Regions from separate parts of the Mus musculus genome. Here regions 1, 2, 3 and 5 are each linked to region 4. Evidence: chromatin contacts called from public Hi-C, HiChIP or PLAC-seq and promoter capture Hi-C data. All regions are on one chromosome and are shown on one strand. Each heading gives the region's core, a stretch centred on a gene start, on an enhancer-like site or on the middle of the called end of the contact. The rest is flanking DNA. Distances are from core to core; before and after follow the strand shown. Region 1 overlaps Slc12a8 (solute carrier family 12 (potassium/chloride transporters), member 8). Region 2 overlaps Itgb5 (integrin beta 5). Region 3 overlaps Slc12a8 (solute carrier family 12 (potassium/chloride transporters), member 8). Region 4 overlaps Heg1 (heart development protein with EGF-like domains 1). Region 5 overlaps Slc12a8 (solute carrier family 12 (potassium/chloride transporters), member 8).

Region 1 (5,092 bases), core at 1,240-3,739, 150 kb after region 4:
ATCATAGCAAACCACCACAGTACTTAGTAGCGCAGAAAACTGACAAGCCATAATCTTATCTAATACCTAGCATGCTAATTAAAAATAAATAAATAAATAAAAACTTCCAATGTTTTAAATATTAAAAATAAACTTATACATGGAAGAAATATCTATGCCAGGCCTGGTAGTACATGCCTTTGAGTTTGAGGCCAGCCTGTACTACAGAGTGAGTTCCAGGATAGCCAGGGCTACACAGAGAAACCCTGTCTCAAAAAAAACAAAATATTAACTGTGGTTGTCTATATAAATAATTATGGCAATTCTTATCCTCTCTGTCTCTCCCTCCTCCCTCCTTGAGGCAGATCTATCTCTCCCTCCGTCTGTCTGTCCTCCCTCCTTGGGATCTAGCTCTTTCCCCCTCTTTGCTTCCCTCTCTTTCTTCATCTGCCCTTTCCCTCCCAAGATAGATTTGATTACGTAGCTTGGGTTGGCCTGGAGTTCCTGACCCACCTGGCTCCACCTCCCCAGTGCACAGGTTCCTGACATCTGCCATTAGACTCAGCAAGTCTTCTCCTTCAAATTTTTCCTATAAAATTCCTGCAGTTAAGAAAAAAAATTGAAGGCAATCTACTTATTATGAAAAAGTCGTATCTTTCAGGAAATGATCCCACGCGAAGGCCAAGTGTCTAGAGGGGCATCCCAAATGTGCCATCTTCTTTTCTTTCTCCCCGTGTATACTTGTCCTGCTTCCCAGAATGATTAGAATCGTTTACGAGAAAGTCATGAGTAAGAGAATAAATAGCATTTAATTAGGGAGGGGTATCACCCACAACACAGCCAGAGGGGTTCAGTAAGGTTCTGAAGTGAAATCTGAGGCTGTGGCCTTGAGTCTAGAATTTGGGGCCTAGGGAGATAATCTATAGTTTTTCTGACCAAGCTCATGGGGACAGGGCATTGGGCCTGGTTGCTTGGTCCCATATAGGCCATTTTTCTCTCAGATGAAAAGGAGTATCTGAGACTGGCCTTATTACACACACAAACACACACACACACACACACACATACACACACACCTCCTAAGCCTGTTGACGCTTGCTCATTCTGATTCCCTCTCAGGATTTGTAATAAATATCCTGGGACAGCTCAGACTGAGGCTTGTCACTCTGCCTCCCACACAGAGCAGTCCTCTTCAGCTTCAGAAACCGGTGTCTCCCTCGGGCAGACTTCATCTGGGAAAGGCAGGCATGTCCTGTGGAGCACCACAGGTCAGAGGCACCGAGTAGGGTTGATAGAGGCCCAGCTGAGAGGATAGCCAACCCTGCTGGGATTCCAGGTCTGTCTGCATTCAAGACTCCCCATGCACTATGTTTGGGGCTTCTGTTTTTGCAGGTCTAGGGTTCGAGGCAAGTGCCCTAGCCTTGAGCTACACCCCCAAACAAAGCTTGCTTCCTGACACCCAAATGGTAACTGCTTGCTGCAAAAACTGGGTCCTGTCAGCTGCCATCTCCAAGCCTAAGTGCCTGGGATGCTGAGAGCCTGCAGCTGCTGCCTGTGAATGCGCCTGGGCTTGACCTGAACATCTGCTTCTGAATCCACCGAGTAAAAATACTCCAGGGCCCCTCTGTGCTGTGTACTTTTAAAGACCAAAAGCAGAATGGGGGAGGGGTGGGAGAAACAAATCCTCACAGGCCCAGGCAGGAAGAGGCAGAGGGATGCCCTTGCAGGCCTGTGTGTAGAAAGACCTAACTTCTCCCCAGATTCCGGTCACTCCCCTGAAGTTGTCAGTAGGCTGTAGTTCTTGGGGGCTTAGTGTTACCTCCTCAGGGGGGTGCAGACGGAAGGTCTCCTCTTCCCGTGGTAAATGCCTTTAGCGGTGATGTAAGAATCGTTGATCTGGGTTTGGGTACCAGTTGCCCAGGCTCACAGACCTAGCCACGCGGTGGCTGCTGGGAAACACCCTGTGGCATCTGTAGTGTAAGTACTCACCCAGCCCGCTACACACACAAACCCTGGTGAACTGAGTACGGGCAGCTGAGCCCTTGGTGAGGGAGTCCCGTTGTGACTGTGGACTAACTTAGAAAATGAGGCTTCTAAAAACGTTGCTGGTGTTGCTGCTGTGGGTTGTGGGCTGCGGGCTGCGGGCGGAGCTTCCCGCATCACCCGCTTTCTTCTGAGCTCAGGTCCCCCACCCTGCAATCAGTTACCGGTGACCAGGGACCAGGGACCAGCCAGACAAGCCTTTCCTGGGAAGGGACAATGAGAGAGTCTGGTCCAACCAGGAATAGAAAGAGTGGAGGAAGGGCTTGGAGAGAGGAAGGGAGGCAGCGGCGCCCCCCAGACTGAGGGAGGGTGGGGCCTGAGAGATCACAGGAAGAGTCACTATGCAAGGAAAAGGAAAGGAGAGGCCGAGGTTCTGGGAAAACACAGGCACCAAAACAGCCCCGAAGGGAGGGGCGCGAGGGACACTGGCAGGGGAAGGGAAGGCCACCAGGGCTCAGCACGCTGAGATCCTCAAAGAAGAAGGAAATACAGTACAGTCACTGCCGGAAGTACTACTCGAGCCTCCAGCAGCGTATGGCCGGTCCTAAGCCCCCGCCCCAACCCCCTCAGATGTGGAGTTGGACTGACATCCATGAGAGCCCAGTGTCACACTACCTGTCATCCTCTGGGGACAGAGACTCGGGCACATCTAAAATAGCCTGACAGAGGGGTGAGGAAAAGGAGTGTTCAAAGAGTGCCCATCTCACAGCGGCAACAAGGGGCAAGAGGCGCTTAGCAGCAGGGACCCTGTCAGCCTGGGCTTTAGCATTATCATCTGCCCCACTCTGGGATCCTGATCACAGGGAGGCATGGCCTGGGGAGAGATCCCAGCTGGGTTCCTCTTGCCTGGGCATTGGGTGTGAGATCTAGTCCAGGCATAAGACTGCCCCGAAGCTCCTGCCCTGCCACTGGGAACCAGCAGATGACAACCAGCATCACCAACGCAGCTACAACCTGTCTAGGGCCTTGAATGGTTTTATCTTCCACGGTTTTGGGTCAACAGTGATTTGTGGTTTTCCTGAGTGCAGATAATGAGAGATGAAAAGAGGGAAGAAGGGCAGGGGTATGGTCTGCTTGACTGGGCCATTTTTAAAATTTGTATTTTTTTTAATTCTCATACAATATATTTTAATCATATTCTTTTCTCTATCTTAATTCTTCCCCACAACCAACTTTGTGTTCTCTCTCTCTCTCTCTCTCTCTCTCCCTCTCGCTCTCTCTCTCTCTCTTTCTCAATAAAACACAAAAACAAAATAAGGAAAACAAACAAAACCACAAAATCAAAACAGATAAAAATAAAGAAAAAAATCAGTAAGACAAAAAATACCACAATAAAACAAAAAGTACACACACGCAAACCAAGACCACAGAGACTTTTATGTTGTCCAATAATTCCTGGGCATGAGGCCTACCTAGAATGTGGCTGATATTCCTAGTGACACACCATTGGAGAAAACTGGGTTGTTGTTGTTTTGTTGTTGTTGTTGTTGTTTCTTTCCCAGAAAGTAATCAATTACAAACAGCTCCTGGTTAGGAGTGGCGTTTGGTACATTCCCGTGTGTGACACTGCTACCATGCTCAAGAACCTGAGGCTTCCTCGGTCATGGTCCCTAGCGAAAACATAACACTATTATTCTGCTAAAACAATAACAACAACATAGCAATAAAATGACACCTTGCTATATCCACAGATCAGAGCATCGCTCCATCCAATCAGAGAAGCCTCTTCCTACAGTAGATGAGAGCCAACGACAAGAAGATCCACAACTGGACACCATCCAGAGAGTGAGAGGCTCTGGAACACTGTGTCCTAAATGGGATATCTTTATCAAACGCCTCCGTCCAAGGTTAGGAGTTCTATGAAGAAGAGGATGTGGGCAGATTGTAAGAGCCAGAGGTGGTGATGACTCCAGAGAAACATCATTTTTTCAGACCCCACAGGATGCACACGTAAACTTACAGAGACCGAGCCACTTTAACCACGAAGGACACTAGTGTGCAGGACAGAAGCAGAATATTTAGAAGACGCAAGAGTCAAACGAAGAGAAACCCCAGATACTGCCAAGGCCATATATGATGGATTCCCCCTGCCCAGGACAATTAGAGGTGTCCAGTAAGAGTGTTTTGAGCTGGATGTGGTGGGGCTTGCCGGGGACCTCAAACTGAGGCAGGTGCTTGAAGAGTTCGAGGCTGGCTTCAGAGTAAGAGGTGGCCTCAAAGAAAATCCTAAAAAGGATAGACCATATCCAGTGTGTACAGCTAATGGGCCTGCAGAGAAGAAAGAGGAGATAGGACAGGTTTGAAAGAGGCCCCAGGGAACTCTGGGCAGTGAGCTGGGAGCAGCCCTCAACCTGCACTCTAGCCTCATCCCTGGTAACTTTGGTCGTTCGAGGAGGGGTTGTGGAGGAGTGAATGAGGTCTCCAAGTCTGAGACTCCACCCAGAGAGAAAACATGAAGAGAGGGCTGGACATTCAGCAGGGGCCAGAAGGGAAACGTGAAATGGGGCTGGGCCTGCAGGGTCCACCCAGATTACCCAAGGAAAGCAGCCTGGAGCCTCCTCTGTCCCTGGGGAAGGCCTCCACCCTGAGCGGGACAGGCTGCCAGGAAGCAGTAACACCCCCACCAACCCCCCCCCACACACACACACACATACACACACACACATACACACATTCTCGCATCCAAGGGGATGAAGGGCCAGAGGAGGAGGGGTAGATGCTCTGCTCTGATGGGGGAGTGACTAAGTGTCCAGCAACTGAACCCTTGCCACCTCTACACTCTGAAAGAGCAGCCTGGTTCCTCTGAGCTGAGCATTCTTCCTTGTGGAAGGGAAGCTGAACGTTTCCTATTGCAAGATGGCTTCTAACAGCCAAATTGTGCCTTCTATGACCAATGGCCTCTGTTTTTAAAAGTACTTGGGGGCTGGAGAGATGGCTCAGTACTGACTGCTCTTCCAGAGGTTCTGAGTTCAATTCCCAGCAACCACATGTTGGCTCACCACCATGCGTAATGAGATCTGACTCCCTCTTCTGGGGTGTCTGAAGACAGCTACAGTATATTTATGTATAA
Region 2 (5,324 bases), core at 1,384-3,883, 190 kb before region 4:
GAAGGAAGGAAGGAAGGAAGGAAGGAAGGAAGCTGAATGGTGGTGATGCATGTATTTAATCCCTGTACTCTGGAGGCAGAGGCAGGTGGATCTCTGTGAGTTCAAGGTCAGCCTGGTCTACAGTGGTAGTTTCAGGACAGCAAAGTCTACACAAAGAAGCCCTGTCTCAAAACCAAACCAAATGAAACAAGCAAACAAACAAACAAATCTGTAAGAATGGCAGGGTATATTATTTTCAAAGACAGGACCACTCTCTAGTGGCCGGAGAAATGGCTCAGTGGTTAAGAGTGCTCACTGCTCTTGCAGAGGACCCAGGTTTGATTCCCAGCACCCACACTTCATCTCACAGCCATCCGTAACTCCTTTCCAAGGAATCAAGTGCACATATATTATTCACAGGCACACACACATATAGATAGGTAGATAGATAGATAGATAGATAGATAGATAGATAGATAGATAGATAGGTAGATAGATAGATTTTTTTTAAACAGACAGGGTCTTACTCTGCAGGCCTCACTGGTCTGGAATTTGCCATGCAGACCGAGCTGGTCTTTAACTCCCAGAGATCCACCTGCCTCTGCCAGAGTACCAGGGTGAAAGGTGTATGACCTCATGCCCCGTTCTGACATTTTTCATCACCCTATTAAATTATTTATATTATGCTGCTTCTGGACATTTATGATGGCTGAGAGTGCCCCCTTCCTTGAATTCACAGTAAAGCTAGGAGTATGTTAATAGCTGATTGCAAGAAGAGCAAAGGAGTGAGGAAGAGCCACATACATCTGGGCGGGTTGAAGGAGGGAGAGGGAAATCACTGAATACTTCCTATCTGGAACCGATAACCAGTTCACCACCATCTTCCACAAATGGCAGACGAGAATGAAGAGTTAGGGCTGAAGTCACAGTGACTTCATTTTGTAGGCAGCAGAGCCACCCGAGGGCCTCATGCAAGTGTGTGCATCGACTGTCCTGCAGAAATGACTGGGACCACTGGTTGGCATTGATGCACGTCAGCCTCTCAGGATGCCCTTCCCGGAAGGATCATCAGTACCACTGCGTAACCCTCACAATCACTGGGTGGCTAAGACCAACGCCTGGCTTCTGAGTAGTGGTTGGTTAAGAACTTGGAGGAGAGGAGGGGACCTGATAAGCCCTGGGCTCTAGCCTGAGGTCAGAACAGGAGGAAGAGATATGGCTGGTGGCAGGCATGCCGTGTATGTAGGTCTATTACCGATTGAACTAAACAGTAACTCTTTCCTTGGCCTTTTAAGCTCAGCTTACCTCTGAGTCTTATTTCTCACCCAGATTCCCGAGTTTACCTGCCAGGCTGCAAAACTTGACCCTGCTACTTTCAGAGGAAAAATAGTTCCCACTAACTGCCCTTTTGCCCATGGCTCACCCACGCACCCTCCTGCCCACCTTTTTGGAATGCTGACTATCTGTCCGGAGAGGCTATTTCTGGAAGCCCTACTTAATCTCTGTAAATCGAAAAATACTTTTTAGGCATACATGGCCGACGTCGTGATGGGTGGTATTTCATTTGGCAAGAAGGAACCAAGAACTGAGCCCTTTAATCACAGGAGTCTTCTTAGCTACAGAGGCCTGTCGCAACTGTTTTAAATCTACCAAGAACCAACGGCAACCCCGAGATCTGTTCTTGGATGCTGGGAAAGATGCCTCAAGTTTCAGACCCCCATTTTCATCTCTTAGAAGGAATTCGGTGTTGTTTGGTTCTCTCAGTATTTACCACATAACGAAGTAGGATACGTATTATAAAACCCTATTGCAATGTACATTGGGGGCCTCACGGTTACAAGATCAAAAAGGCTCTGCTCAAAGGTTTACAGTTGGTTAGATTTTTAAATTTCTCATTCTAAGAGACCCAACAGGCAGGCTCGCCATGAGATTTTTAAATGTAAGCTCTCAACAGCTTCCTCTAAGAGCCCAGGAGATGACTCATGGGACACAGATCGCCAAGCAGCACAAAGTCTGAACGAGTCTCTTTTACTGCATTAAAAACGCTGAACAGACCCCACCTCTTCTCACATTTAAAGAAACTTTGAAGGGTCAACACTTCCCAGGAATCAGAATAGAAGTGTTCCCAAGGGCCTCATAAAACTCCCGTTACACACGGAAATTGTTTGGGGACAGGACTATTCTGTAAATTACTTCTCCTAGAGACCAGAGGAGAGCCACAGTGAGAGCCCTGGGCGCAGAGGCTGTTCCATGGTGATGTGTCACAAGAACAGTAACAAAAATGCTCAATTGCTTCCAGACCTGGTCTCGGTTGCCTTGCTGCTCATTTTGATGATGGAAAACCTCTCCCAATCCTGAATTCTCTTGTCTTTTTTTCTACATACTCCTGTCTCTCTCAACGGGGGTCAAGGACTGCAGGCCCACCAGAGGAAGCACTAGATAAATGGAAGGAGCTTATCTGCTGTTCCCACTGGTTCTGGCCCCAAGCCTGTCTCAGCAACTTCTTCCAGTACACTGCCCTCCCCCCACCCCCAACCACCACCATTACCTCAAGACAGACCTCAACCACATGACCCACTTCCAGAATGGGCTGCAGGGGCGAGGGGCAAGGAGAAGTGCCAGAGACTGCTGAGGTTGACGGTTTGAGAGCCTGAGTCAGCACCATCAGGAGCTGAGTGTTAGGAAATCAGCTTCTCTCCCACGAAAACCTCAAACGAAGCAGCTATCCCAGTTACCTAAACTAAACCAGTGTGCGCAGCCCCAGAGCAGAGCTCAGGCCGGTCACAGGGACCCCAGAACTGGAGGGAGGACCTGCCCACCACTGCTCAGCTGTGCCCGGAAGGAGCCAGATGGTCCGAGACGAGGAAGCACGAGGTGCCCTCCCCTGCACGAGTGTGTGTCATTAAGCCTTGTCTGGAGCTGTGTTTGCTTTAAGCTCATCTTAATTGAACCAATTCCACAATGACCTCAGTGCAGAAACCCCTTTCTCCAGGAAGACCTGGAGTGCTTTCACGCTTCGGCTAGTGTGGCTTTTAAAGGGGAAGATCTGGTGGGATGTACGACGAAGGGTCAAAATGTTCTACTCAACAGTTGACTAAAGTAATTCAAGCTCCGCTCTGGAGAGGGAGGGTGACTTATAGGACACAAAGTCATACGAAGACACGGATGCTAGCTTGGAAGGAAAGAAACTAACCCCTTAGGGTGAGGAAAACGTAGATGACTTTAAACACTGCTTTCTACCATTCAGAACATTCTAGATTTGAGAAGAATCCTTCTGTTCTCTGGAAAAGCAGTTCTCTTGACAACACGGAGAGCGGGACAGAGGAGAGTACATGGGAAGTAAGAAAAGGGCCCCTTGGACTGGTTTGCCAGATGGTCTTCATCAATCCTGACCATCACAGACCGAGACAGCACAGCCTGACCACACTTGCATCAGCTTCCTGTTTCCCAAGTTTTCTTTAAGGTCTGAGTGTAACGTGTGTGTGTGTTACGGCAACAACCCCATCTTAGGAAGTTGGTGCCCTGTTTGTCCACATAGGAGCTTCAGATCTCAGGACCCCTCTGGGGTCTGAATCCATGGCCCATGAGAGTCTCAAGGCCACAGGGTTAGATGGGTAAATGGAAAAGACCACTGGGGGGGGGGGGGCTTGCAGATACACGCTTTGGCAGAACTCTGCAATGTAAGATGAACTCAGAACTGTGGGTTCTGGTGGTTAAATAAAAAAAGTGTGTTGACTCAGCCTCAGAATCGCCAGAAGTCGACTTGCACACCCTGCATCAAATGCCCTGTGCCCGTTAGGCTCTGTGCTCACTAAAGCTCCTGGTTTATGTCTCCCTCCATTCTCAAAGTAATGCAGAAGCAAGCAATGCTGGCCCAGTCATAGAGATGGGAAAACCAACATCCAAGAGCAGCCAAGTATCTGGCTATAAACTGGGCAGATGAATTTGCACAGGCAAATCCGCTCCCGAACAACACGGGCTAAGCAGCCTGCTGGAGCAAAAACATTCCCAAGGGTTATATCTGACTCTTGATTTCAAGAGAAAAACACTGTAAAATATTACTACTAATACAACCAGGGCGTCTGCTGTGACTAAGGGGAGTAGAAACTCCATCCCACCATGCTAGGATTCTTTAAACACAGCCCCCAGGACCCAGAGGCTCAACCGGACACTGCCAGCTCTCAGGGGGCGTGGCTCTGACCTATATACAGCCAGGGTCCTCCTTTTGTGGCAGGTGTGTGCTGGGTACATTGGGTCTCATTTCTCACAACTCCACACCTGCAGCAACCCATCCCACAATTTCTGTGAACCTACACAGAAGCATCTCACTAACGCCAGAGAACTACCACCCTGATGGGTCCCAGAGGATTCTGATCTTTCTGCCCACCTTAACCCATGACACGCTTATGTCCTGCACTTTGCATGACAGTTTTGAGAAGAATCCTCAATTCCACCCCTCTCATGTGCTTAAGCTTCACAGGAAATCTCTGTGTATAGGAAGCCTCTCTCCTCCCCACCTCTGCAAGCCTACCACCTATCTGCCCATTGGTAACCATGGGTAACCTCCCACAATGCTACCTCATCAAGTGCCCTGGACTTCTTTCACATGTCTCCTACCCCACCCCATACTTCATCTTCATGGCTAGCCCTGACCTATCAGGCACACTGTGCAAACAAGTCCCGCCAGAACGGACCTACAACAGACTCCCTCAGACTTGATGTTTATAGTCCACATAAGGCCACCCACCCTTATGCCTCAGGCAGGCAGGGCTTGGCTTGTCCCTGGTCTTCAACCACCCAGAACAGTCCCAGGCATGACCCTTTCCACCAGCATCCTGAGAAAGCCAGGGTCTGGGTCCACATAATATCCAGGCCTGGGTGTGGCTTGGCACAAAGGCGGTGGCTGGAGGCCTACCTGAGCATAGGACGCCCTTGTTTCTGGCACAGGAAAAGCTGTCACACTCGCAGAAAGGTCCGTAGATCCTCCCGAACTCACTCTCGAAGCAGGAGCACTGGTTGCAGCTACACTCTCCACGCCCGCTGCACAGAGGCTTGCCCTCTGCCTCCCGGCACAGGTTCTGGTACCCGCTCTGGTTCTCCCCCTCCTGGCACTCGCACCTAGTGCCCAGGTAGCCGGGGTCACACTCGCACAGCCCACAGGTGTATGTTCCATTCCCACTGCATCTGGCACTGTTGGGCTCCAGCCCCGTGCTACAGCCGCATGTGCAATTGTAGGCGACTTCCACCTGCAGACTGTCCCGGAAGCCCACGGGCCTCAAGGTGAAAGACTGTGCTGCTTGTCTGCCGGGGCAGCTCCGAGCCTCCACGGACACTTCAAAGGATGC
Region 3 (5,079 bases), core at 816-3,315, 200 kb after region 4:
TTCCCAGGTCAGCCCTGATCCCTGCGTGTGAGCTCTAAGAGGGGACTCGTTTTCGACTCCCCTTCATGCTCACTGGGCTTACACCCCATTGGACTTAGTCCTCACTAAATACTTTCTGGCCAAATAAGTACACCTTCCTGGAAGTGTATGCCAACGTGTACACACATCTCAGTGTGAAAAGAGAAAGGAGGGTGTACGGCTGGTTGTGTGTCATCTTGACACAGCTGGAGTTATCACAAAGAAAGGAGCCTCCCTTGAGGAAATGCCTCCATAAGATCCAGCTGGAAGGCATTTTCTCAATTAGTGATCAAGGGTGGGAGGGCCCAGCCCATTATGGGTGGTGCCATCCTTGGGCTGGAAGTCCTGGTTCTATAAGAGAGCAAGCTGAGCAAGCCAGTAAGTAACATCCCTCCATGGTCTCTGCATCAGCTCCTGCTTCCTGACCTGCTTGAGTTCCAGTCCTGACTTCCTTTGGAGATGAACAGCCATGTGGAAGTGTGAGCTAAATAAACCCTTTCCTCTGCAACTTGCTTCTTGGTCATGATGTTTGTGCAGGAATAGAAACCCTGACTAAAACGAAGGGGGAAAGGACACAGTATAAGCCACCCACAACACTCGCTCCCTGCAAGCTTTGTAAGAGTGAGGGCAACGGAGAAAGGACACAGTATAAGCCACCCACAACACTCGCTCCCTGCAAGCTTTGTAAGAGTGAGGGCAACGGAGAAAGGACACAGTATAAGCCACCCACAACACTCGCTCCCTGCAAGCTTTGTAAGAGTGAGGGCAATGGAGATTCCTAAAGGGAGGATCCCCAGAGATGTGCTAAGTGTTGCAGAGAGAGCGATGAGAGGGCAGAGGCAGCTTAAACGGAACTGGAGGGTGCCCTGCAAGTGATGGGTGCTCGAGCTGCTTTGCTGGTCTGGGATGGGAGCAAGATCGCAAGAAGATGGTGTTCTCCCGGCTCCCAGTCCCAGCGTTTTACTATGTTGTTCTTACTAATCTCTGTGAGTTCTTATAGACACCCATGAGGATGTTTGCATTATTATACTTTTATTAGCTGTAGATCTCAAATGGACCAATTCTGGCTTTTCTCTTCCCTGCAAACTCCCCTTTCCGTTATAACACTGCTACATAGTAGGCTTAAAAGAAAGACCCTCTCTCCCCTGTCCCCTCTGAGGCCACTGGGAGAGTCAGCCCAGAGACCCAGAGAGACACACTGTTCAACTGATATTGGAGTGACCTGTAAGTGAGACCTGGCCAGCTAGAAGTGCTCAGGCAGTACCCATAGGCCCTCCAAGGACTCCGTCTCCCCAGGTTTTTATTTCAGAGTACTACAGGTATCTTTGTTAACCCTGGTGAGCTCCTTGGGGGGATAAAACAGAACAGGAATGAAACGTAGGCCTGAGGATGTAGCTCACCCATACATCACTTGTCTAGTACAAAGCCCGGGTTCAAGTCCAAAATGCAAAACCAACAAAGAAAGAAAACAAAACAAAATCCATAGGGGGAGCAGGGCTGCAGCAAGGCAAAGCAAGGCATACCAAACAAATGAGACGGTGCAGCGGTAGCCACTGCCAGCCTCACAAATCTGTGCCAAAAAAGAGGGGCCTCTGCACATCCGACCTAGTATGGGGACTGGAGCGAGGGTAGGGTCCCTTAGGGGACATCTGTCTGCAAAGGGCTCTGCATGCCAACTGTGTGATCAGTGTGAGCAGACAGGAAGCCTCTCCTCAGCCATGCCTTCCACTCCTTCACAGCTCTGGGCTGTCTCCTCATCTATAAAACAGAGATGATATGTGCCTCACAGCTGTCAGGAAATACTAAATTTTAGAGAATTAAACACATTCACTGCACTTTGAACGCCACCTGTCACGTAGTGCTTACTTGTTATGTGCTATTTTGCGATAAATGTTACACTATTATTATTACTTATTATTACACAGCTCATAAAGACCGCGCCCTCCGAATCCGCTCAAAGCCTCGCCGGGTTCATAAGGACAGCTGTGAGTTCCCTTTGGAGAGAGAATGCCAACAGCCACGTGGCCACGCAGGGATACATACGTGCAAAGCCCAGCTACTGCCAGATGGCAAAGGACGCTGCTGAAGTCCTGGGTGTGGTGACGTGCTAGATGGTAGTGGTGAGAACAAGAGGGCTGCGAGAATAACCAGAGTGCCCATGTGGCTCCCTCTACTCACCCGTGACAAAGCCCTAGTCCCCAGGATGCTGGCGTCTCCAGGACTCACCCCCTTGAGCATGACATCTGAGCATTCTAACTACGGACTTTGCTAATATTACACTTTCAATGAAATCCTACAGAATACATTCTTCTTTAGTTTGTACTTGAAAGCTGTCTGCATGTGAATATAAATATCTGGTTCCAAGAGCAGCCTTGGGTCTTCAGAGGGGAACTGTTCCTTTAACAGCTTATAAACTATGACTCCAAGCTGTTTTAGAGTTAATATTTTCTACTCAAGAGATGTTTAGATTGATTTCAATTTCATACAACTCCCTGGGTGTTTTGTCTCATTTCTGGCATTTCATGTTTGTCCTTTTCTCTCCATGATCAAATATTCAGGTGATTCCAATGGCAAAGGTAAAAGGCAGAGGTTATTTTAGGGCAAAAGGACAGACAAGCTCAAGATGGCCCTTGACACCTGCGTGGTCTCTGGCTCTGTGAAGTGACTCACTTTGTTTTTTAAAGTAGGTAAAAACATTTTATGTCAGTCCAAGTTATCACATTAGTTGGGATTTACATAGCAGTTTTTGATTAGACATGCACAGAGCTTCTGTTTCGACTGTGTTTTATCATCTACTGAGCCTCTTTGAATGTACCACAGAAGTGCTGAGACATCATTTCAGAGACTAGGACATTGAAGAACTGATGGCTGCCAAGGAGAGGTGCTCTCTCTTATTCTATCCGTGGTCTAGACATCATTTCAGAGACTAGGACATTGAAGAACTGATGGCTGCCGAGGAGAGGTGCTCTCTCTTATTCTATCCGTGGTCTTAGTGAAAGTCTGCAGCCTCAGAAGGAGACAATCCCCCGGGGAACCACGAGGTGTGGCCAAGGCCTGCCAAGTGCTACTTGGGTGATCAGCGGATCCTCCCATGTGCCTGGAGGCCTGACCGACAGCTGCAGCTTCAAGGGACCTTGAGCACACAGGCCTCAGGGCCACAGAGCACACATGCAACTTCTGTAAGCTGTTAGAGTTGGGGCAGTCTGTCACACAACAATAAACAGCGAATACAACTCATACCTTCATTCTGGGGAGGGAACTAATTTTAGATAACCCTTTCTTGGTTTTGTTGGTGGTGGTGCTTGCTTGCTTGCTTGCTTGCTTGCTTGCTTACTTGCTTTGGTTTTTCAAGACAGAGTTTTTCTGTGAAGTCCAGGCTGTCCTGGAACTCACTCTGTAGACCAGGCTGGCCTTGAAATCAGAGATCCACCTGCCTCTACCTCCCAAGTGCTGGGATCAAAGGTGTGTGCTGCCACCACTGGCTAGATAGCCCGCCATTTCTTAAAAATCAAATAAAATTTTGTTGTTGTTGTTGTTGTTTTTTCGAGACAAGAATTAACATAGAGCTATATCTTCTTCCCTTCTACTCTTCCTTAACCAGCCCTGCATGCAGCAAAGCCCCGAGAGCCAGGACTGACATTGATAACCAGAATAAAACAACAACAAGATCAAAGCCTGAGGCTTCCCAAGGGGGACATTCTGCATCCAGACTGCAACAGAAATGCCTGCTAGTGTCTCCATTTCACTCAAGTCTTACCTGGCGATGCATGATGCATCCGATGTGTGTGCTTCCCACAGCATTGGCTATTCAAGGACAATATTCCCCCTGAATGGCTCTCTTCCTTCACCTAGCCAACCCAACCCAGCCTTCAAGCCTCTTGCAAACACCTCATGCACGCAGCTTTCCCAAACACCTTGCAACATCCACTGCAGGGCTCCACTCCTGGGGACCATAAGGCTCCTGAGATCTCTCAGTGTGAGACTGGCACCAGCAGAGGGACAAAGGCTGGTGTTTTACAATCCCTTTGGCAGCATTAGCGTCTGCACACAGTAGGCGTGCGCTAGTGTTTAATTCTTAACTGGGTGGTCTTCCCATTCTGCTCAGCTTGTTCGGTCTATTGAAGTTCACTGTGTGAGAAGGCACAGAGGAGAGGTTTGGAAGCCCTGCTCTAGGATATTTTTGCCCAAGGAGGAAAGGAGGGACCCTTTGTTCCCTGTGCTAAAGATGAATGAACGAACTATCCATCAGGATCTAGTACAAGAGAGTCTGCCCTGGGCAATGAATCCCGGGAGGCAGGAGTTTGTATCTCCAACCATGCAGCCCTACAAACAAGGCCAAGAACAGTGTGTGAGAGAGCAACTATGTATACGGGGAGCTGGTACTTCAGAGGGCCACAGAGTGCGGTGACATACTAGGAAGTCCAGAAGGGTCACAAACTAGAGTAAAAGTCCCCATCTGTCTGATCCTTGACCTAACTCTAGTCCCACCCATGATGACCACTGACCCCCATATAGTCAGATCCATCCCAAGGCTCACACTGGGAACCTCTGAAGCCCAGGCTCCCCGATTTCCCATTCTAAAAGCAGTGCCAGCTCTGCCCTGTACTTCCTGCTTTGTGTCAGAGTCTGTGCTTGGGGAATCTGTTCCCTAAACTGTAGTATCCAAGAAGCTTCACCCTGTCACAGGCCCACCAGAAGCTCCAGGGTCACCAGCTCACTCACCACCAGCCAGCCGGTCCTCAAGAAAAGGACAACGCCAAAAATGTTGATCATGCAGGATGTGAACACACCATCCCAGGTCCCAAACAGCACCGGCTCCCACATGAACAGCTGGATCTTCCACCAGGGCTGGGGCTGGGCCAGGATGCCCTGCAAAGAACATCATGAAGTCAGATGTGCAGCCAACAGGAGGAGGGAAGAGGAGCAGGAAAAGAGAAGAGACTGAACTTAGAAATCAAAACAGCAAACGAACAAACAGAAAAACAAGGATAAAACCTTCCACCTTGGGACTGGGAAGATGGTTCAGCTGGTCAGAGTATTTGCTACGCAGTCATGAGGACT
Region 4 (5,424 bases), core at 857-3,356:
GGCAGTCAACCTTGTCTATAAGGCGACGTTCAAATAAATGCTTCAGACCTCAAGGCTCAGGTAAGCATTATGGCTGGCAGAACTCCATATAGTTAGTCCACACTGCTGCCGAGAGGTACAACAATGTCAGCAATACCATACTGACACAGCAACTAGAAGCTCTGCATTTGGGACCCCCAGACACTCTGGCTCGTGCACCTCTTCCTTTGGCTAATTTGAACTTAAAACCTGTCAGTGCAACGGAACTGATCTGTGACGATCATGGCCTGCAATCAGTTCTGTGGGTCCTCCTAGTGTATTACTGAAATGTAGAGTGCTCCTAGAAACCTCCAGACTTGCAGCTAGTGTAACATAGGTGACCAAGTAGACCGCTGTCAACACTGCTTCTGCTTCGTGTGGACTCAGACAAGCCCGTCAGCTTCCAGAGCCTCCCAGCTTCCCATCCGCAAATGTGTTACCATCCCTCTCACAGGACTGAGCATCTGGCATAGTCCTCGTCACAAATGAGACATGGAAATGGAATTAAAGTACAAATAAAATCTACAGTCCTATAAGAACACTTAATTCCTGGCTAATGAATGAACTCTAATTCAATGTAATGGCAAATCTAATTTCATTTCATCTCTAATTTAGTGTAATGGCAAGTTTCGGTTCCCAAACACCAAATCTTTGACTTGGGCAGCAGTGGAGAACAAAAAAAAAAAAAAAAAGTATTGTCTGCATTTCGTTTCCATTTCTCCATTCTTCCTTCCTACCATAAAAGCAAAGAGGGAAAGAACAGCATCCAAGGCCTCTAGATAATTTACACTGTGAGCTCACAAGCCCAGTTCCAAGTCTAATCGGAATTAGGATCAGGCTGCTGGCATCCTTTGAGGAAGGAGTGGCCTTTCTCCAAGCTCTGAGAACACAGGAGGTCACATCAGGTATCAACAGCAGATGGGACGCTAAGCTTTTCCCTTCATCCACAGCTGACATGGGTGCAGGCATCATCGTGCCTGTTGACTCTGTGTTTGCCCAAGAAAACGGAACAGCCTGGCAGCCTGGCAGCTGGGGCCTGCATATGAAGAGCACTCTTCAGAGCCTAACACCTTTCTTTGATTTCCAAGACTTTTCTTTTTCTTTTATTTTAACTTCAGCGTGAACTTTCCCTGTGAACACTGAAGTAAGTCCGGCGGATACAGACGACCCTAAGAAGTATGCACTTCTGAATGAGATCTGGTCTAGAAAACTAAGGCTTAGCGTGCAGAGCGTTGTAGGGGAAACTTACTGTTTGAGCGATCTCGTTTTCAAGCTCTTGAGTGTTGGAATGGTTTTCTGCAGTAGTATTGAGAAAAGTCTTCTTTAACTTAAACTCGGTCACAAAGGTTCTAACTGCAGAGGAAAACATTGCCCATTAAGCCACACAGCAGAGACCAACGCAAGGCTATGCAGCTGTAATCCCTGGGACGGCCAGCTTTACTCCCCCAAGGGACAGTCTGGGTGTGTCTTGAGGGTAAATACACTCCTTCCTCATCTAGGTGACCAAGGAGTGACACATGTTTGTGGTAGGTTTAGACTCCAAGGTGCTAAGATCCCATTATTATCAGGCATGTAAAGAAAACAAGCCATGTTAGAAACAGGGCTGGATTCAGAAAGGAGGAAAGCTCCCTCATTGTGAGGCCTGTTTCACTCATAAAATAAAATTCTAGGTAACACCAATTTCTGATGATTAGGCCTGAGGTTCCAGAATGAGCAGACAACCAAAAATTAACAGTCCGTCTTTAGAGCTGGCTCTTATCACTCATTATATTAAATTATATTTATCGATTATTATTTATCGTATTAAATTATATCTTATTATATTAAACGCATATCTTCCCCTCAATACAGAAGAAAAATAACCCGAGACACAGGGGCTGCATGCTGAATTCAGAGGAAGGCAGGCAAGGGAGCCAGGGAAAGCAGCTAACATTTCAGAGTTAACTGACTAAAGCCCGTAGTTCTTATTTAACATCCTTCTGCTTGTTCCACAGTTCAGCGAAGCCAGCTGCTTAGGACTCTCTAGGAGCAGCAGGCAGCTCTTTGAAAACACTCTGGGCCAAGGCAAAGCCTTTCAGCACGCTCTAATTTGCATGCCCCTCTGATGTTTACGAACAATGAAGCCTAATGACTTGAAAAGAGAAAGACTAGTCTTTAGCAAAACTGAACCGCTTTCCCCCCCATCTGTGCTACTTGTGGGCGGGCACTCTGCACACAGTCACCTGACCTGCTCGGCTTCACTCCTCACGGGCCCAGGTTCAAATCCAGACTCTTCCCTTTGGAAAAGTGCCCAGGATAAGGGTAAGGCACACAGACGTTCTCTGCCTGCCCGTGCCTTCTGTCTTTAGCATGAGTAATATCATCCGTCCTTTCCTAAACCCTGTCTTTTTTCCTGGAAGGGATTTGCCCAAGGCATTTATACCTCTGTGGAGAGGAGGCTGTGCTTGGCTTAAGTTCCTGCTGATTGTAAAAACAGGGACTTTCAGCCTCTGCTTTGTCTTGGGTGACTCCATTATACAAGAAGCATTTGACTCTATTTCATGCTGTGGATAAAAACACTACCTCCTGTCCAGCATGGGGCACAGGCTACTACATTTCTTGTTGCAAAACTATCAATTAGATTGGATCTGTATGAGTACAGGGCCAAAACCCTTAGTGGAAAGGGAGACCTCAAGAGCTTATGAAACACACCAAGGAAGGGTGCAACAGCCACGCCTGCACCCCATAAAGAGGAGGACACCTGACACTCTTGTGGCAATGGCCCCAGCAACCTGGCATCTGACCACCCAGAATGCATGGGGACTGCATGACCATAGGGCTTCAGCTTGGCTCAGTGTCCACTCTTGCCGTGGCGTTCTCTGTCTCTTTGTCCATCTGGCCCTGGTTCTGTGTCGGATTTCTCCACAGTGGCCTACATGGGTCTGGGCTTCACCTCACAGTCCTGTGCCTGCCTCTAAGCTCCTTTCACATGGACAGTCCCAGCCTTAACCCCGCAGCAGCTTGATGCGTTCCTCAGTAACTGTCCATTGTGGTTCCTGGTCTAACCGCTAAAGGGACTGGTTCTCTTCTCGTCGGTATTAGCTCTCTGACACTCCTAAGGCCTCTTTAAACTCCTTGAACTTTTCTGTGGCCTCTTTAACCCCTTTGTAGCTATTCTGTGACACACACACACATACCCCTTTACCCTGATGTGTAACTTGTGATCTGAGTTAATATTAGTAATTAAATTTGGAATAAGCCAATGCTTGCCACTGGCCAACTGTCAAGGGAGATGAGAATAATTTGGCAAATCAGAGCAAATGAAATTGAAGTAGCTTGTGAGCTTATTGTGACTCAATAAATTCTGACATTGTGGAAAGACACAGATGTGTCCCTGTTTTTAATATAGTTAGTGTATTCAAGACAACTTCCACGTCTGCAGTTACCCCGCCCAGCTTTAAAACGGGTATTGTAAAAAAAAAAAAAATCACACTGATTTACTTTGTGCCTGCCTGCGTGCATTTGCGTGTGTGTTCACGGTCCAAAGCACTCATGTGAAATTCAGAGAACAGCTTGTGGGAACTGGTTTCCTCTTTCTACCTCGTGGGTCCTGGGAATTGAACTCAGCTGGTCAGACTCTGCAGCGGGCACCTTTATCTGCTGACCCACCTTACTTATAAGATATGATTTTTTTTTTTTTAATCTCAGATTTAACTGCCGATTTCACTATTGACCTGTGACAACTGCTTGTTTTCCTAGCATCCAGTCTGGCGAACGCTGCCTTCCATCTGGACAGCTCTTCACACTCGGCGGCACTTGCTCAAGCAGATTATTTTATTCGACATTCCCCAAACCTTGAGTGAGCAGTGAGCAATGTGCAATCTGACTTAACAGATGGGGACACTGAGGCTCTGGCTAGTCAGTGCAGGTGGTGGCTGGGAGCCTAAAGCCAGGCATTTGAAACCATGGGTTTCAAAACACCAACAACAATAACCAATATTCCATCTCCTTCATTCTTCAACTGCACACGTTCAGCTAGTTCCCTGTAGGAGGTGGTTACACAGACCAGGTTACCCAGACTAATTAGAATTAAGAGGGATTCTTAATTTTGACTCATGTCTACATATGTAGACTTCCCCTTTTTAGAAAATAATGCTCTTTTTTTTTGTATTTCAGACAAATTTCATTATTCTTATTTTAGTAGAGTGTCAGCCTTAAGAAGCTCCTTCTGTCTGTGGGTGTCAGAGGTTCATGCAGATAACACTTGCAGCCAACACAGAGGTTCTCCCCCAAACACTGGCTGAGCACTTCTGCAGGAGGCCTCACACTGGGCAACTGTAGCTGTTCCAAAGGCCGATTATCTTATCTGATAGTTTCAGCTTCAAAACTGAATTTCTCATTCTAACTTCTCAAGCAAGCATGGTGTTAAACTCAGCAACCCAACAAGGGTCACGCCCTGTGTGCAAGAACGCTTTTCTAATAATAACCACACTGTGGTACAACAGAAAACTGTGGGCTGGAAACCAGGCCTCTCACCAGCTGTGGCCCATGCTTGGCCTCTGAGCATCTCAGAGCCTCTGTCTTCGCTGCATTTGCTGATCTACTTTTTAACCTGTCGGATGAAAAGCGAATGGAAAACCAAGCAGCTTGGTGGACCTGTCAAATGAGGAACAAACATGACCAATATAGTGGCCTGATTTTAGAGGTGGCTGCGTCACAATGCACCTGTCTGTGGCTAACAACTCAAGGAGAATGTGTGGACAATCAGAATTTTACTCTTTTTTTTTTACTCTAAAATATAAATATAAATAAACAGATAAACACTCTGAAATTGTAAGTAAATAAATAATGTTTAAAACCCCTATGTAGTTGGAATATCCATTTGATTTTTTTTTAACTGAAGGGTAAAATGGTTGAACAAATACTGTTGTGCACAAATGAGCACATTACACAGGCATTAAGATATTTGTCCTTTTTTTGTGACACAGGGATATACTTACAGATATCTCTTGAATTTAATATATAAAAATATAATGTACATCATCAAAGGTGAAGAAAAGTACCGCATCTGCAGGCGTTGGAGTAACAGGCAATGAGCTTCATTTCTATATCCCTGGGTTTTTTTAAGCTTGGAAAAAAAATGTTGGCTTTGATTAGGAAGGAAGCAGTCAGTTGCAAGGCAGACTTAACTCTTACCCAGATTGCATATTCCTTTCTCCAACTGATACCCGACTGGGCATCTGCAGGTGAACGATCCCTGAGTATTGTTGCACGTGGCTAGGGGAGGACAGGGGCTGGAGAGACATTCGTTCACATCTGCAGGAGGGGACAAACAAGAGCATGCTGACGGGGTGGCAGGCAATGGATCATCATTCGGTGCCTACTAAAACCAACTGGCACCGTGCGTCGTGTGTCGTGTGCTTCCAA
Region 5 (5,014 bases), core at 1,860-4,359, 130 kb after region 4:
AGAGCAGTGCAGGAATTCACAACGCTGGCCTAATTGGCCACCATTCTCTAAAAATTATGGGAGTTTCAGAGTCTGCTTTTATTCTGTGAACTCGGGGCACCATAGGAGTTTTAGGGGATTTTTTTTTCTTCAGAAAATCTAATTCTTTTGAGGTTAAGAGCCAAATATGTGTCCTTGGTGTCACATGACCTCCATTCTGTAAAGAAGCAGTGGAACTCAAGGAATTCATTAATCTGACCTGGTTTGTAGTCCAGAAACAAAGATGTTGTAGCCAAACCAACCAAGAGTTGCTGAGATTCTCAGGAGAGACTTCCTCCTGTCTTTCTCCATGCCAGCCCTGCCCTGGGGGAGCGTGTGTGCCGAGAGAACACATTCCCACTTTCTCCTTCCAGCTTGTGGGCTGGGAGATGTAATTTAGGTCCTCAGGCTTCGAAGAAAGAACCTTAGTCCATTGAGCCCTCTTCCTTGCTTTTTGAGACAGTGTCTCTCACTGAGACCTGGGCTCACTAAGTAGGCTGGTTGACCAGAAAGCCCCAGAGAGCCACTCCCAGCATCTTACATGAATCTTGTGGGGGACCACTGGGGTCTTCATGCTTGTACAGCAAGCATTTTAACATCTGACTACCTACCCTGTCATTTGTCTTGATTTTTGACATGGAAAGATGACCCTGTTATCTAGTCTCCTGAATTCATGTCCCTCTTTGGATGCTGGAATCTGAACGCCATTATGAGGATCCACAGAGAGATGTTGCACATTCTCCATATGCCAGCACCCAAAACCTCCAACTTGGTCCTGGGCTGAAGGCAATACAGATTCTCAGACAGAGCTGCAAGAGGAGGCTGTTGGGTGTTGGGTGTTCATGGAACAAGTAAGCCCTTTGGGCAGCACAGGATGCACCCACCTTTTCAGCTATCAGGAAGTCAGAGCGGAGGGCCTCTCGGGTACAGACGGCACCAAGCAGGAAGGCAAAGATGATGTAGAGAAACCACCTGCAAAATCCAAGAGAAAGAGCTGCCATATTGTCCAGCCCCAATCCCACCAAGCCTCAGTTTTCTATGGGAACCTGAGTCATGAAAGAAGGCCAGCCATGGAGCCATGGAGAAGCCTGGGAAGGTGCATTTTGTACTCTTTCTACTCTATAGTGTATTTCTTGGCCAAAAGAAACCAAGGTAGCAGTGGTTTTAATCTTATATTAAGAAAGGGTATTGAAGTGGGGAAATGGGAAGCCCAGCTTCCCGGACTTGGCCAGGGTTGACCTGCTGTCCTGCAGTCCATCTATCTTCCTCCAGTAGAAGAATTACCCAGTCATGTGTTGGACCTCTCCGGTCTCTAGACCACAGGCAACAGTGTACTTAAGTGCTTTTGTTAACTTGGCACAAGCTAGGATCACCTGAAAAGAAGGAACCTCAACTGAGAAAATGTCTCTGTAAGATTGGCCTGTGACCCGTAGGTGAGTATAGCCGGCATTTTCTTGATTAAGGATTGATAGCGGAGGGTACAGCCCACTGTGGGTGGTACCATCCCTAGGCAGATGGTCTGTAAGAAAGCAAGCTGAGCAAGCCAGTAAGCAGCATTCCTTCATCTATCATCTCTGCTTTCCGCTCCTGCCTCCAGTCTGACTTTCCGCCATGATGAATGTATACTGAGATTAACTGTTTCCTCCCCAAGGTCCAGCAACAGAAAGCAAATGAAGACACAGAGGGGAGAATTAACAGGTGAAGCTGTAGAGTGGCTCTGCCATCAAGCTGTTCTGGGTGGCTGACTAAGTCACATGACCCTGAGATCTGCCCATTCCCGGCTGGGCCATGACACACAAGGCTCCTCTGACTTCCAGCTCTGTGTAAAGCAGGACAGGTGCTCATGTGGAACCTCCTCTCTCCCCCTCTCTCATGCTCAGCTCTTCCTGATCGTTTTATGCTCTTCACAATGTCCTTGCCTCTTTTATACACACGGCCTGGTGCCCTGTGCCTGGCTGGCAGCAAGGGACTTGTGTCAGTAAGCATTCACAGGCAGATATTTTAACATTTTCAAGTGCTGTCATTAAAATAGCACAGGCACTGCCAGCTCCTCGTGGCAGGGTTCTTTCTGCCTATGACCTCACTGCATTTCCGCACCTATTCAGTGAAGGCAGAGAGGTGCCCTCCTGCCTACTACACAGGGGAAATAACAGAAGACTCTAGAAGGAAAAAAAACAAAAAACAAAAAACCCAGACTCAAGGTCTTGTTAGTCAGGTGACAGCAGCGTGATAGGAACTAAAACCCCAGAAACCAGCAACTGAGGGAGGGGGAGCCCCATCTCTGAGCTTCTGCTACTTGCATCATGTAGCATCTCCCTCCATTCATTCGGTACACATATGACATGTAGACATCCCCATCCTCTCTCTCTCTCTCTCTCTCTCTCTCTCTCTCTCTCTCTCTCTCTCTCTCCCTCTCTCTCCCCTCCCTCCCTCCCTCTCTCCTTTCATAGAAGCTCAGAAGGCTGACAAATGGAATGCCGATGCTAGTCTATGAGATTACCCAATGCTTCATCCCCATGTTCCCACCATGACCCTGGGAACTCTGAATTAAAAAAAAAAAAAATCCCCAAGTTCAAAAGAAGGTGGAGAAGAGGCAGGGTGGTTGGGGGTGGGGCAAGGAAGGATTATTTTGCATTCATGATCCCCCTCCTCCCACAGCATTCTCAGGCAGGACTGTGAAAGGGCAGCATCAGAACCCACCAGACGTGAATTTTCCAGCCCACCGAGTGTAAAAAGGAGGATTGGAATACGAAATAGGTTGGTCACAGCCAGGGCATTCTCAGAACAAAAGGGGCAGCCCCCTCTTCTGCCTGGGTTTTCTCTCCCATTCTCCAGCTCAGACCAATCTAAGAGGGGAACTTACGAGACGCCAACAGCTGCTAGGGAGCCTAAGGGGACACTGTCAGCAGGGTCTCTCAGGTCTCCTCCCATGTTGAAGCCAGCCATGACTCCTGAAAGACACCCAGACAAGAGATGAAGTGAGGCAGGGTACTCTGTCAATCAAAGAGCTCTCCCCAGGGTGGTCCCTTCTTCTCCTCCAGGCTCTTTCCTAGAAGCTGTCATTTGAAGGACTGCAGGCTGGCCGCCTGTCTATCTCCCTAGGCAACTGGGGAGGCATCTACAGGGATGTGAAAGGGACCTTTGTGGATTGTGCGCTGAGGAGGAAACCCCTCCCTGCTACAAAAGCATCTTATCACTCCATGAAAGTGTTAAGGATGAGGGAGGTGTGATCAGAGCCACACAAAGGTCCTGATGGGGCATTCTGAGCTCTGCCTGCTTGCTTAGCTGGGACAGTGCCCAAGTGGCTCAGCGGGAATCAAAGGGCCTGCAGAGTTCTTCAGCAACTAATTCACAGAGGGTTCAAGCACTTCTGGGGTTAGGTATCATCCAGCAGCCAGGACCAGGTGCCATGTTCAGAGCTACAAATGACAAAAATCTGAGGTGAACACTCTGGCAAATCTTTTCCGTATTACCTCAAGTCCCAAGAACCCCAGTGGAAGCATTGGAAAGGTAAAGGCACTTGGATCTCTGTGAGTCTGAAGCCAGCCTAGTCTACACGGCAAGTTCCAGGACAGCCAAAGAGTCAGAGTGAAAGGAAGCCTGCCTCAAGAAACTACCCATCCCCTACCCTCCCAAAAGATAATGAAAATTAATTCATCCATCCTGGTGAGGGACCAATAGCATGGCTGAGGAGAAGGGAGATGCTTTCTCTCTAGACACACTCAATAGAACAAAGTGTTCTGAAGTAGAGTAAGAGTCTAGCCCATAAGTATGCTCAATCAACTCGGTGTGATGGAGAACGTGGCCATGAAACTCTGACACAGCAGGGACACATGGTTTCATGTGGAGCATCATAGTGGTTTGAATAAAAATGACCCTCACAGGCCTCCATAGGCCCATAGAGAGTGCCACTATTAAAAGGTATGGCCTTCTTAAAAGTAGGCATGGCCTTGTTGAAGGAAGTGTGCCACTGTGAGGGTGGGCTTTGAGGTCTCAGAAGTTCAAGCCCAGGCTCAGTGGCTCATAGTTCTCTTTCTGCTGCCTGTGGATCAAGATGAAGAACTCTCATCTCCTCCAGCACCATGTCTACCTGCATCCTGCCATGCTTTCTGCCATGATGATAATGGACTGAACCTCTGAACTGTAAAGCAGCCCCAATGAAATGTTTTTCTTTATAAGAGTTGCCTTGGTCATGGTGTCTGTTCACAGCAGTAACTAAGACAGAAGTGTCCCTGAAGGAGATTTTAGTGGACTCAGGGATGTCATGGGTTTGATACCACTACTATTGACTTACATTCAGCCTACAGGGCTGGGTAAGAGCTTCATGCGAATTTTATTTTTGTTTAACCCTTAAAACAACCACATCCGAAAAGTGGAATGACTTTCTCATTCTATAGAAAAGTTCCTAAAGAAGTTGGTTGAAGCAGCCTAAAGGCTCACATCCAGTAAACTGCAGAGCCAGGCTTTACCCAGGGGATGCCGAGTCGAGGGGAAGTTTGAAGCCAGAAAGTCACAGGGTTCTACTTCAAAAGAACCCTGAATGCCGGGCCAAGACTTGGATCTGCATACATTTTCGTCCTAGTGATTCTGCCAAGGGTACTGTGCTGGACAGTCTATACTGCCATCCTGGCACAACCTGAAGTCACCTGGTAAGAGCCACCTCGACTGAAGAATTGTCTCAATCAGATTGGCCTGAGGACACGTCTGTGAGGAATGATCTTGATTGGTGACTGATGTGAAAGGGCCCAGCCCACTGTGGGCGGCACCATCCCTATACCCAGTGGGCCTAGCTTATGACAAAGCTAACAAGCAAGCCAGTAAGCAGCATTCCTCCATGGTCTCTGATTTAGTTTCTCCCTCCAGGTTCCTGTCTTGAGTTCCTTCAGTGATGGACTGTTACTGGGAAATATAAGTCAAATGGACTGGATAGTTTTATGTCAGCTTGACATGAGCTCTAGTGATCCAAGAGGAAGGAACCTCAAGTAAGAAAATGCCT

The links. Hi-C and Micro-C count contacts between places; a contact is called where the count stands out from the background. HiChIP or PLAC-seq counts read pairs in DNA pulled down with a chosen protein or histone mark. Capture Hi-C pulls out chosen DNA fragments and counts their contacts.
Region 1: a contact with region 4 is called in a Hi-C map of centroblasts, with 2.3 times the contacts expected there. The contact joins two enhancer-like sites. A contact is called at or near these places in 2 of 15 datasets of contacts at CTCF or cohesin (large pre-B cells and pro-B cells), 54 of 484 Hi-C or Micro-C datasets (B cells, the BV-2 cell line, CD4 T cells and 25 more), 23 of 115 datasets of contacts at active chromatin or transcription factors (the NIH/3T3 cell line, VIP interneurons, bone marrow-derived dendritic cells and 14 more) and 4 of 9 other capture datasets (adipose tissue, embryonic stem cells, liver and 1 more).
Region 2: a contact with region 4 is called in a promoter capture Hi-C map of pancreatic islet. The contact joins two enhancer-like sites. A contact is called at or near these places in 1 of 484 Hi-C or Micro-C datasets (nephron progenitors), 1 of 115 datasets of contacts at active chromatin or transcription factors (large pre-B cells) and 3 of 9 other capture datasets (adipose tissue, liver and pancreatic islet).
Region 3: an H3K27ac HiChIP or PLAC-seq map of VIP interneurons shows a contact between it and region 4, with 3 times the contacts expected there. The contact joins two enhancer-like sites. A contact is called at or near these places in 1 of 15 datasets of contacts at CTCF or cohesin (pro-B cells), 4 of 484 Hi-C or Micro-C datasets (the 4T1 cell line, B cells, bone marrow-derived dendritic cells and 1 more), 3 of 115 datasets of contacts at active chromatin or transcription factors (VIP interneurons, embryonic stem cells and large pre-B cells) and 3 of 9 other capture datasets (adipose tissue, embryonic stem cells and liver).
Region 5: a Hi-C map of B cells shows a contact between it and region 4, with 3 times the contacts expected there. The contact joins two enhancer-like sites. A contact is called at or near these places in 6 of 15 datasets of contacts at CTCF or cohesin (the G1E-ER4 cell line, the NIH/3T3 cell line, embryonic stem cells and 3 more), 117 of 484 Hi-C or Micro-C datasets (8-cell embryo, B cells, the BV-2 cell line and 47 more), 15 of 115 datasets of contacts at active chromatin or transcription factors (acute myeloid leukemia, astrocytes, bone marrow-derived dendritic cells and 7 more) and 4 of 9 other capture datasets (adipose tissue, embryonic stem cells, liver and 1 more).

The regions. Positions count from the first base shown.
Region 1 is chr16:33,581,463-33,586,554 of GRCm38.p6, reverse strand. The region is part of intron 4 of Slc12a8 (solute carrier family 12 (potassium/chloride transporters), member 8); the gene reads right to left. Among named protein-coding and RNA genes, the nearest start is that of Slc12a8, 66 kb to the right of the region's middle. Within about 2 kb of position 2,489, at least 146 of the 459 cell types and tissues checked have an H3K27ac peak or open chromatin away from gene starts, as enhancers often do. A contact at or near this core is called in B cells, the CH12 cell line, the N1E-115 cell line and 7 more, where this site is marked.
Region 2 is chr16:33,919,785-33,925,108 of GRCm38.p6, reverse strand. It overlaps Itgb5 (integrin beta 5), which reads right to left. Exons shown (of 15, transcript NM_001145884.1): 10 at 4,895-5,324. Among named protein-coding and RNA genes, the nearest start is that of Umps, 45 kb to the left of the region's middle. Within about 2 kb of position 2,633, at least 162 of the 459 cell types and tissues checked have an H3K27ac peak or open chromatin away from gene starts, as enhancers often do. A contact at or near this core is called in pancreatic islet, where this site is marked.
Region 3 is chr16:33,534,672-33,539,750 of GRCm38.p6, reverse strand. Slc12a8 (solute carrier family 12 (potassium/chloride transporters), member 8) reads right to left here. Exons shown (of 13, transcript NM_134251.3): 2 at 4,741-4,887. Among named protein-coding and RNA genes, the nearest start is that of Slc12a8, 19 kb to the right of the region's middle. Within about 2 kb of position 2,065, at least 10 of the 459 cell types and tissues checked have an H3K27ac peak or open chromatin away from gene starts, as enhancers often do. A contact at or near this core is called in VIP interneurons, where this site is marked.
Region 4 is chr16:33,731,488-33,736,911 of GRCm38.p6, reverse strand. Heg1 (heart development protein with EGF-like domains 1) reads right to left here. Exons shown (of 15, transcript NM_175256.5): 6 at 5,194-5,313; 7 at 1,268-1,371. Among named protein-coding and RNA genes, the nearest start is that of Heg1, 50 kb to the right of the region's middle. Within about 2 kb of position 2,106, at least 95 of the 459 cell types and tissues checked have an H3K27ac peak or open chromatin away from gene starts, as enhancers often do. A contact at or near this core is called in B cells, the CH12 cell line, the N1E-115 cell line and 9 more, where this site is marked.
Region 5 is chr16:33,604,121-33,609,134 of GRCm38.p6, reverse strand. It overlaps Slc12a8 (solute carrier family 12 (potassium/chloride transporters), member 8), which reads right to left. Exons shown (of 13, transcript NM_134251.3): 6 at 2,882-2,969; 7 at 903-990. Among named protein-coding and RNA genes, the nearest start is that of Heg1, 78 kb to the left of the region's middle. Within about 2 kb of position 3,109, at least 73 of the 459 cell types and tissues checked have an H3K27ac peak or open chromatin away from gene starts, as enhancers often do. A contact at or near this core is called in B cells and cerebellum, where this site is marked.